3 separate regions of the Zea mays genome follow, and all the other regions are linked to region 3. The links are chromatin contacts, called in public Hi-C maps. All regions are on one chromosome and are shown on one strand. Each heading gives the region's core, a stretch centred on a gene start, on an enhancer-like site or on the middle of the called end of the contact. The rest is flanking DNA. Distances are from core to core; before and after follow the strand shown.

Region 1 (3,570 bases), core at 920-3,419, 290 kb before region 3:
GATGTCCTTCAACATAAACTCAATTGAGTTCATTGCTAACAGCATAAACTTGAAATTCCTGTACAATTGTTCTAAAACTAACCAGAACAGCGGAAGCTGCGAGTCCAGTCCGTTCACGAGGATCCCGATTATAGTACTTGCAGCAATAGAGAAGAGCTGCAACGTACCAAATGATAGGGCACAAGAAACCTAGAAGAAAACTGCAATGCAACATGTTCAATACAGAATTTACAAGCAAGAATAAGACTATTGCAGTTCATTGCCAAAGCAAATTGACTCACCAAGACCAACCTATTCCACAGCCACAGCAGGGGAGCCGTCTGTCATATGTTGACAATCGTGGATTTTCTTCGTCTCCAAGTAGTGTGTACTTACCAAGGCATGCCTGGCAACGACAAAATTCATCTGATCTTCCTGTGCAATTCAGAAGAAAAATGAAGTTAATGCAAAACGGCTCTAATAGATATTTGAAATACCCTTCGCCATAAAGACTGACCACACTTCTAAAATGACATTGAGAATTTTAAGGTCCAACAAACATGTTATAATTATTGTGCATGGAACATGATGATAAGGTATAAAAAAAGTTACCTCCCCTCATAAAAAACCAAGGTGCAAACCCCTGGCTGCAACAGTATTACAGTTATTTGGCAAAGATAAAACCAATAACCTTGAAGCTAATCAGCATTTGCAGATATCTCACTGCTGTTGTAAATGCCTAATGAAAACAGGTGTTAAGAACATGTCATCTCATGTGGCACCTGCACAGATCATACATGAGATGTTAGCATGAAAATCTAAAAGAACCTAATCTGTCAAAACTCAAAAGAAAAATTTGCAGGAGAAAAGTACATTTCAACAAATTGATATCTTAGGCAACTCAGTGTATGCAAACCATGATGTCTTACTGGATTTCTCAATTAATAAACATGCAGTACAGAAAAAATTGAAGGCGCTTTTACCCTGTTGTCAGTGTTTAACATTGGCATGATCATGTAAGCACAAATTATCGATATCTTTCATGTAAACTTCTGGATGGAGGCCATGCTATATTTGTGGTTTAATAATTTTTTGTCAGGTTAAGTGTTTGCTGTAGGTTTGGTGATCTTTGGCTGTAATGGATTTGGGGCATTTAGATTTTGCCTTACCCTTCAGATTTGAAAGGGCCATCTTCCTCATGATGGATAGTATATAATGGATTCACCATCACCATATGAAATGTCAGTAGGTTCCAAATGCATTATCCTATGTATGAGGAAACGATGCAGTCTATATAGTCAGACATGTGAAAACAGCCACTCTAACTGAACTAGATCTAAGAGAGTATGAGTGTTCATCTTGCATTCTCGTTTGACTAGGAATCTTAGACTGATTATCAACTTGAACGCATATTTCTGGCGCTGCTCTAACTGAACTAGATCTAAGGGAGTCCATCCAGGCTTGCGATATATACTAACAATTACTCTATAACAGAAGTTGAGCCCATTGTTTCAGATCTACGAAACATATGATAACCACTGAAGTCATTCCAAATCCAAAATATTAGAGCCACTCAGGTTCCTTGCCCTGTGCTGTTACATTCTACGACTGCATAAACACCAAGTTCTGGTCCTGGGCCTGAGCCTAAGCCAAAGCAAGCTCTTTCCACGCTTTCCTCGAAACGAAATGGGGAAACAAGAGTAGCAACAGCTCCAGGTTCACTACCCAAGACTCTATTGGCGCTCCGGTCAGTAATATCAACGAACAGGTTGCGCTCACAGGTCAACGCCTTACCATAACTGGAGACCAAGAACCGATCGGCCCACTACCCCACACTAAAATAGCAAACACGCGGTCCAAATATTCAGCAGGAGCTACATTCCCGGCCTAGAATCTAGTAATGCTCCCGCGCAGCAAAACCAAGAACCTAGCCTCGATTCCGCAGAAGCAAGGGGAACCTCGGTGGCGTCGAATCGCGGAGGGGCGCGGGGCGCGGGGCGCGGGGCAGGAGAAACTTACGTGCCCGGACGGAAGCTCATGCGAGGAAGGAGGCTATGGAAATTTCCTCTGCTTGCGTTGCGTGCGCAGCTTGGTGGAGCTTCGGTTGGTCCGGTGCGTGGCGAACGGTGTGGCCGGGTGGGGGAGGCGGACAGCTGGAGGCTGAGCGCCGCCTGTGTTTTGGGTGCTTTCCTTTCCCTTTCCGGTGGATTTTGGTCTCGGTACCCTACCAGACGGGACGTGATGTGATCATGTGAATGATCCAGATCTGATGCCAAAACAGAGAGATCTGATCAAAACGGCAAGATTAGTTCTAACTTCGCGGATCTATATCTACTGTTATCAATTATCCCTATTAACTATCGTCAGTCATTATCCACAAAGCGCTTTAGTCTTCAACATTAAAATACAACCATCTTATCTCAGTGTCATATTATTTTTTCTTGAAACAGTCGTTTTGTTGGAATATAAATGCATCCGATTATATAAGTAAGCAAATAAATTGTATAATTCATAAAAAACAATTAGAAAATACATAATTTTAAAAACCATATTTCCAACATTCAATCTATAATTTGTTTGACTTTTTTACCTCAAGTTTGATGAGCTCATCTTATTTATTTTTTTCATAATTATTGTTAGTTTTTACGGTGATATCACCTAGCATATAATCTATATGCTATATTAAAGCACCAGTTTAACGGTCGTCCCACGTTATATTTTTACAAATAACCTCTCATATCTATTTTAAATTAAGCCGCTGCATGATACGGAGTTGGTGGTGGTGTTGTGTCGCCTCGGCGGCTCCAAGGCGGGGAAGGCGCTCGCATTCTCTCGCCCTTCTCGGATTGTCGCCTGGCGCGGGTGCCTCTCAGTTTGGAGCTGATCCGGCTAGGCTTCTTTCTCTTCTTGTGTGCTCTCTCCATATATGTATCTAGCGGTATACTACCTATGTCGCCTCCAGATGCCCAGGTCTTCGTCGTGTCCTTCTCCGACAACGAACAGGTATGCCCGTCTCTTCCCTTCCCTTCCTGCTCTACGAAACCTTGGAAGTGGGGGATGCGAGGGATGTGGGTCCCTAATTTGCTGCCTATGGTACCCGTTCGATGGCTCGACATCGTCTGTCTACATGGTATTTTCTTTACCATGGTGTCGATTTGATATGTTTCTACCACTTCTATGTACCTATCACCCATCCTTCTGTCATTGCAAAAGTTATTGTGTTATTCCTCTGTTGTTTTGGGTGTTAGTTTTTTTGTGCTAAGGACTGAACATAATTTGGGTGTGTTAATACTTTATTTATTATTTGCATGTGGTTTATGTTCTTCTGATGATGGCTCATGGATCCTGCAAATATGTGTTAGGATTTGGAGATCCATGCGGGCACTACCACAGGGTGCTCGTCCCTTGTGTTCTTGGCTCTTGCATGCATTAGATCGTTTCTGAGATCACATTGGCGCAATGGACACCATGGTGTTTTGAGGTTGCTGAATTGGATGGAGCAACAATGATTTGTCTTGGTAACAGTAAAAGGAAAGGTTATTTGTTGGTTTCAAACGTTAGTAATTGCTATGAAGTACCATAATTTGTATA
Region 2 (3,655 bases), core at 217-2,716, 440 kb before region 3:
TATGCATTAGTATATAAACTGAAGCCTCGTGTCTTTAGGTGACAAATTATAACATAAATGGCCATTGTAACCATATGCTCTTTTCAATGACAAGTGGTCTAAAGTCTTAAACAACATCGGATGTAGCTAAATGTACACTATTAGAGCAATTCCAGTAGTTATCTAACAGACTTCCTAAATCAACAATTTAAGTAGTTAACACAAAAACTCATCTCCAACAGTTCTCTAAATGAACTTTCTAAATTTAACAACTTCTCATCTAACCTTATTTCCTCTCTACATTTGGCAACCATTTAGCAAAGTCCCTAAACAAAAATGTTTACTGCATTATGTAGATAATGAAGGTAATTGATGACATTGTGACTTTATTTTTTATGTGGATAGATACAAAACAAAACTACAACCTATATTTAGAGAACTATTGGAGAACTCACATTTTTTTACTTCCAAAGTTATTTAGCAATTTCTTAAATCTGTGATTTAGAGAGCTAAAATTTACATAACTATTAGAGTTGCTCTTAGCAACCAAACAACAATAGAATGTTGTCTCTCTATATCTATTTGTTTTACGTTATTATCCTGCCAATCAATCACCAGTCAAACATCAATATCATTCCTATTTGTATTAAATTATGAGTTTCCGTTAGTATTTCCGTTTCTGTTCGTTTTCGCAATTCCGTTTATCCCGCTCCCATTTCCATTCCCGACTATTCCAGACCCGATCCCGTTTCCGATGATAAAATGCGTATACGGAAATGGGAGATGGGTTTTTCCGTCCGTTTTCGTCCATTTTCATCCCTAAGTATAGTCTACAGTGCGTTGCACGTATGTATGCACATTATGGTGGAGATGGCGTTCGTTGCTAGGAATTCAGTTTTATTGGTTTTGCGGTTTATTCGTTGTCAAAAAAGTTTGGTGTTTGAAAAATGGAAACCAAACTTTTTGTCCAGGAATAAAAAAACTGCACAATTTGGTGTTTGATTTTTTGGTTTGGTGTTTGGTATTACCATAGTCACCAGACAAGTAGCAAATTAAACTACAAACATAAAATTGTATAAAGAACATAACGATAATTTATCAATAAGTACCTAATAAAATTGAATAAACAATTTAATGTTGAATAGTTCTTAAAAAATTAAAATGATATGAGTATAGGGTTTAAGACTTTATATGAACTGCTTGTTGGACGTCAAGGGATAGGTTTGCTAAATTTTGGTATTCTGGTATATTTGATGTGCGAATATTGAAAACCGTACTAAATACCTAACACCAAAATACCAAATAGAGTTAAATGCCTAACACCAAATAGAGTTAAAAAGTTGTTTGGTTCGTGTGGTGTTTGGTTTGGTAATTTTTTGCCCACCCCGGCGTGAGGTTTCCCGTCCACGTTCTAGAAGATTCTCGTCTACATTGGCCAATCCGCGGCACACACCGTATATCACTGCGTCCTCACTCCTCTCCGGCTCTCCCCTTCTCGCCAAAGGGGAAGCCCTGCCCGTACTTCCGTTGCGGCGCTACGAGCTTCGACGGGCCTCGATCTCCACCTCTGAAGGTACGATCGGATTCTCCATGCCTCCTTACTAGATTGTTAGGTTAATGTTTAGATGTTTTTTTGCGGCGGGTTTGGACCCGTCGACTGGGACAGCGGGTTTGTAGTCGTCGGCTGGGGTTCGCATTGCATTCGGTGAAGAATTCATAACTATTCGCTTTGATGCGTAAAATTCTTGGTTTCGGCGTTCTTGTCTTAAGATTCACGCAAGAATCCGTTGCTTCTCTGACCTGCCTAACCAGTAGATCTCTGGCTTTTGCGATGCAGTGACTACTTGTGATCTAGATCTGAAGCTGTAGTGGTCAGCAGCTTAGTGTGAATCGAAGATGAGCGTGGTGGGGTTCGACCTCGGCAATGAGAGCTGTATCGTGGCGGTTGCGCGGCAGCGTGGCATCGACGTGGTTCTCAACGAGGAGTCCAAGCGCGAGACACCCGCCATCGTTTGCTTCGGGGACAAGCAGCGGTTCATCGGCACCGCCGGCGCCGCGTCCTCCACCATGAACCCCAAAAACTCCATCTCTCAGATTAAGCGCCTGCTCGGCCGCAAGTTCTCAGATCCCGAGCTGCAGCGCGATCTCGCCTCCTTCCCATTCCGAGTCACGGAGGGCCCCGATGGTTTTCCCCTGGTCCATGTACGGTACCTGGGCGAGGAGCGGACGTTCACCTCCACCCAGCTGCTTGCCATGGTGCTGTCCAATTTGAAGGGCATTGCTGAGGGTAACCTGAATGCCGCAGTTGTTGATTGTTGCATTGGTATCCCGGTCTACTTCACAGATCTGCAGCGCAGGGCTGTTCTTGATGCTGCTACTATTGCGGGTCTCCGGCCATTGCGATTGTTCCATGAGACGACAGCCACTGCTCTGGCATATGGTATTTATAAGACTGATCTCCCAGAGAATGACCAGTTGAATGTTGCATTTGTCGATATCGGTCATGCAAGCATGCAGGTTAGTGTTGTCGGTTACAGGAAGGGACAGCTCAAGATGTTGTCCCATACATACGACCGGTCTCTTGGTGGGAGGGACTTCGATGAGGCCCTGTTTAAGCACTTTGCAGCTAAATTTAAAGAGGAATATAAGATTGATGTGTACCAGAATGCGCGGGCATGTATTAGGTTGCGTGTGGCATGTGAGAAACTTAAGAAGGTGCTGAGTGCCAACCCAGAGGCCCCACTGAACATTGAGTGCTTGATGGATGAAAAGGATGTGCGGGGTTTTATCAAGAGGGAGGAGTTTGAACAGATCAGTGCCTCTGTGCTGGAACGCGTGAAAGGGCCACTGGAGAAGGCCTTGGCTGAAGCTGGGTTGACTACTGAAAATGTGCACTTTGTTGAGGTTGTCGGATCTGGTTCTCGTGTTCCGGCTATAATCAAGATAATTACTGATTTTTTTGGGAAGGAACCAAGACGTACCATGAATGCAAGCGAGTGTGTTGCGCGAGGATGCGCTCTTCAATGTGCTATTCTCAGCCCCACTTTCAAAGTGCGAGAATTCCAGGTATTAGCTCCTCAGCTTACCTATGTATATCTGTTTTAAGCTAATATGGATTGGATTATACCAGACTACTCTATATCTTAAACTGCTGTCTATGCTTGAAGTTTGAACGTGTGCCATCTGGATACTAAAAATTTGAAACATGTGTGCAACTGGAACTGCTAATTGACGCGAAATAGACCACAGCAGTCGTGTCAACAATCAAAAAGTCTCACCCTTTTTTTCTTTCATCAACGTTGTCTTCACCTTTCTAGATATTCTTATTGCACACCGGTTTTTTCCCCTGCGTTCTTTTCCTAGAACTAATGTTGATATATGCTATTGTTTAACCTGAAAATCCTGCTTATGATAACCATCATTATGGAGTCTGTTTTAGAGTTTGAAGATAGTATTTGTTTTTGTGTGTTGTCCCTTCTTTTGCATTACAAACGCTACACATTTCATTTCTATAAATTGGTGTTTAGTGGAGCAGCCATTATGGGTCTGTTTGGTTGCCTGGCTACCACCCTAGACAAGCTGCAATAATGCACCATAGTTTGTTTGGTTACCTAAACCCTAGCCAGGCCCTAGTAGTGCAGAAGGGGGTGCTAGCCTGGCTAAGTTAGTACATCAG
Region 3 (3,712 bases), core at 927-3,426:
TGTTCCGAGATACAAATTTTGGTTCGGTTTTTTTTGTATTTTGATTTCAAATTTGAAAATATAAAATTCAAACTTTAGTCAACGAACGGGTTTCGGAAACCCCAAAATGAAAATGTAGTCCCTAGATGAGAGAGAGCCACGACGAGAACAAGAAACACAAGCAGACGAGAATTTTTTTCCTTCCCCGTAGATCAATAGGGATGGAATACGAAGGACCGTGACAATTTTGGCCCATACCACATTCAAATGGGAGCCGAGGATAGCTGGGGAAGAGAAGACGCAGGCCTCGTCTCCCCAGCAGATTGGGCCGGGATACCTACCGGGGTTTGGTCATCCAAAGAAGCCCTTAGAGAAAATAAGAGAAGAGACAGTCTAGAGGGAATATATCACCATAAGGATTAGAGAAGCAGATGTCTGAGCAAACCCTTTTGGTCCAGAGGTCTAACATATTTCCACTTTAAACTGGTAAAAAAATTATTCAAATGTTCTGCAGCAGCAGATAAAACCAGAGTTGACAAATAGATACCACAAGGCATCATGACTACAAACTGATACCAAGGCATCATGACTCATGCATATACCAATTTTGTCGAAAATAGTTTGACAAGCCATGATAGTTAGAGCTGGAAGCAAAAATCTCTTAGGCCCCGTTTGTTTTGTTGGAATCGAATTCCATTTTAATAATCATAATTTTGACACAAACTAATTAAGTTAATATATTTGTATATTATCCTAAATCTTAAGAGAGAGATAATTATACACTACAATTATACTATAGAGTAGCAAGTAGAAAAGTATGTTATAAGTTGTACATTAGAAAAGTAACATGTAAATCTATATAATCAATTCACATTATAAAAAAATAGCTTACTCCATTAGTTAGATTCCAATTCCTTAAAACGAAAGAAAACAAACGGGTCTTATTGTGATTAATAGGTAGTAACTGATTCATCAGCAGTTCTTACAAACAATATATACTTAAGTGCTTATAGCTTTAAATCACCTCACATGGCTTCATTCCTTCACCTTAAGATTTGAAGAGAAAAACCTCAGGTTCTGAAAAGAGCATGAATCACTAAGAGCACGCATGCATGCAAACGCAGTTCATAGTTTGTACACAAGAAACATCAATGTCTAGCTTTTCCTGTTTTTCAGTAAAAGGTGTGATAACATAAGGTATCGAAGAACCTGGTTTCAGGAACACAAAACAAAGTAGCTCAAAATTTTGTCAATGTCATGGCAACAGATACTGAACAATGAAGTATCCATGTTGCACCAAAACATTAATCAAGGAAGAAAAATTGCAAATGAAGTTTAATCCGAACAACACAGGAACGCATCGGTCTAACTTCTATCAAATCAATTTAAGGCCTCAACAGTGGCCAATCATGTGAAGGTGGTAAACCAGGCACATTACAAATTAGCTTCGGATCTCCTCTCACCAAGAACCAACAGAAACAGGCAATGCAACAGATTGTTGTGCTAAAATTTATTCACCAAGCGGAACACCTAGGAATCTCTATCTCAAAAGAACAGGTGTATAACCAAACATTCCGCCCAAATTTTCTCGCAAAACTCAAACCTTTCCGCAGCCTAGTCGGCTAGTCCTCGAGCTGCTTGAGCTCGGCCTTCAGTTGTTCCATCTTTAGCCCCATGGAGCGGCGGAGCGCGTCGGCGTCGGTGGGCGGGAGGCGCGCTAAAAGCGCGTCGAAAGCAGCGAGCGCCTCGTTGGCGGCGTCACGCGCGATGGAGGCCTCCTCGTTGAAGTAGACCGTCTCCTTGCTCTCCATGGCCGCCTCGATCTCCTCCCGCGCCTCCGCGAACTTGCGGTTCACCTCGTCCACATCCTTGCCATACTCTGCCGCGGAGGAGGAGAAGGCGCGGCGGCGGCTGACGCTACCCAAAGGCCCCACCGCCTGGTCTGGCCGCCACGCCCCAAGCGCAGGCGAGGGCGTCGCTTTAGGCAGGGTTTGGAGAGCCTCCGCGGCAGGAACGGCGGGGGGCCGGCGGGTGAGGGAGACGGCGGCGCGGATGACGGCGCGAGGGTTTCGGTGCATCTTGCTTAGCGTGGCTTGTTTCGCTTTCCTTTCCCCGTCCAACGATTTCGGACTCGGGGGCTGCAGGCCTGCAGCTGCAGATCAGGTGCAAACTGCACGTCTCGTGCAAACTGTGCAAACCACGACGCCCGTAACTGGATCTATATCTAACGTGTATAACCCATCCCTGCTGCACTTTTACAATGAGTCCCCTCACCTATTATCCAAACTGCAATCAAACCCCATCCAGTCATCGCTAGATCCAGTGACGCAGCCTAACTCCGACCATGCGCCGCCCTGGCCTTGTCCTGGCCACCTCTGACTTAGCCTCGCCCTCTCCGTCGCCGCCTCCGGCCAGGCGCCGCATCGACGCACCTACACCTCGATGACCTCCGACCAGGTGCCGCCACTCGACGCACGACGCCTCGACGACCTCCGACCAGACACTGCTGCAACATCGGCCCCCTATGCCCTCCTCATCCTCCTTCGGCCCCACACCGTCGTCCTATACTTCCTGTAGCCAGCCAGCGCCCTACCCTCCTGTCGTTCAGGTGCAAACTCCTGCCATTCAGTGGTTGAGAGAAGAAAAAAAACAGCAATATTATGTCTTGTTTGTTTAATGTTTAACTATTCCCAGAATGCTTCCGAAAATTCAATGGTGCAATGCTTTCAGCAATATCATGCTTCCAAGATTTGTAATGAATGAAATGATCAGGGCGCCGGAACGGTTTGCTTGCTTCCAGAATTATTACTGATGCTTTCAAAAGACTAGCGCATCACACGGTACTGATGCTTCCAGGATTGCTACTGAGATAGTATAGCATAGAAAATTAGATATTGTATAGCACAAAGAATTAGAGATTGTATAGGATATCGAATTAGATATTGTATAGCACATAGAATTAGATATTGTAGCACTATTGTGGATTGTAAAGAAAGCAAATCTGAATGAAAGTAAAATTTGCTCGTATCACATTGTTCTCATTGACATTGTTGTGAATGCACTACCAACTCAAATCAAACAAGACAGGATGACACAAAGCAATATTAAGGGACTGTGCCCTATTTGCTTACAACTGCTGCATGTACGAGTGGCTTTTCCCTTGCCTACAGACTTTGTCTCCTTGCTTTTCTTAATTCTTTTGCATCTCCCCTTTGACTTCACATGATTAGGTGGGTGTATGACTACTTCATTTGGAATTTTTGTACCAATAAAAGACTCAATTTCATCATGTTTGGTACTGATAACAGAAGGCACCATGACTCTGACAGCTGCTTGCAGATTTAACAAACTGGAAGTTAAAATGTCCATTCCTTCATTGGATTGCTTTGCCATTTGGATAAGATCTTCAAACATGTTGCGCGCTTCTGAAATTTTTTTCGTGTTGCCACCTCATTGGGATTTGAAGCTACGTCTTCTAGTATGTTACCTTCATCATCAAAGAAAACAGCCCTGCATGAAGAAAAGATTTAAAACATCACTTGAAACTTACATGTCCCAATTTCATAGAGGAATATAGAAGACAAACCTTTTACACCGTTTCTGCCATCTTGTCATAATATAATAGTCTAGTAATTCAATTTGTCTCTCTGCTCTAAGAACTTGTATGATGTGACAGCACATGATGTCGTGAGACTCAAATAATTTACATGAGCACCTCCCAATCAAACTTGAC

What was found. Hi-C and Micro-C count contacts between places; a contact is called where the count stands out from the background.
Region 1: a Hi-C map of ear shows a contact between it and region 3, with 3 times the contacts expected there. The contact joins the promoter of LOC107546744 here to the promoter of LOC100284446 in region 3. A contact is called at or near these places in 5 of 25 Hi-C or Micro-C datasets (bundle sheath, ear, endosperm and 2 more).
Region 2: a Hi-C map of ear shows a contact between it and region 3, with 1.8 times the contacts expected there. The contact joins the promoter of LOC100281415 here to the promoter of LOC100284446 in region 3. A contact is called at or near these places in 2 of 25 Hi-C or Micro-C datasets (ear and tassel).

The regions. Positions count from the first base shown.
Region 1 is chr8:91,647,491-91,651,060 of Zm-B73-REFERENCE-NAM-5.0, reverse strand. LOC107546744 reads right to left here and starts at 2,169. Exons shown (of 5, transcript NM_001322372.1): 1 at 1,999-2,169; 2 at 592-761; 3 at 282-414; 4 at 83-200. The coding sequence starts at 601.
Region 2 is chr8:91,798,736-91,802,390 of Zm-B73-REFERENCE-NAM-5.0, reverse strand. LOC100281415 (heat shock 70 kDa protein 4) reads left to right here and starts at 1,466. Exons shown (of 10, transcript NM_001154333.2): 1 at 1,466-1,552; 2 at 1,817-3,045. The coding sequence starts at 1,876.
Region 3 is chr8:91,358,979-91,362,690 of Zm-B73-REFERENCE-NAM-5.0, reverse strand. It overlaps LOC100284446 (late embryogenesis abundant protein), which reads right to left and starts at 2,176. Exons shown (of 1, transcript NM_001348983.1): 1 at 1,461-2,176. The coding sequence starts at 2,057. The coding sequence ends at 1,602.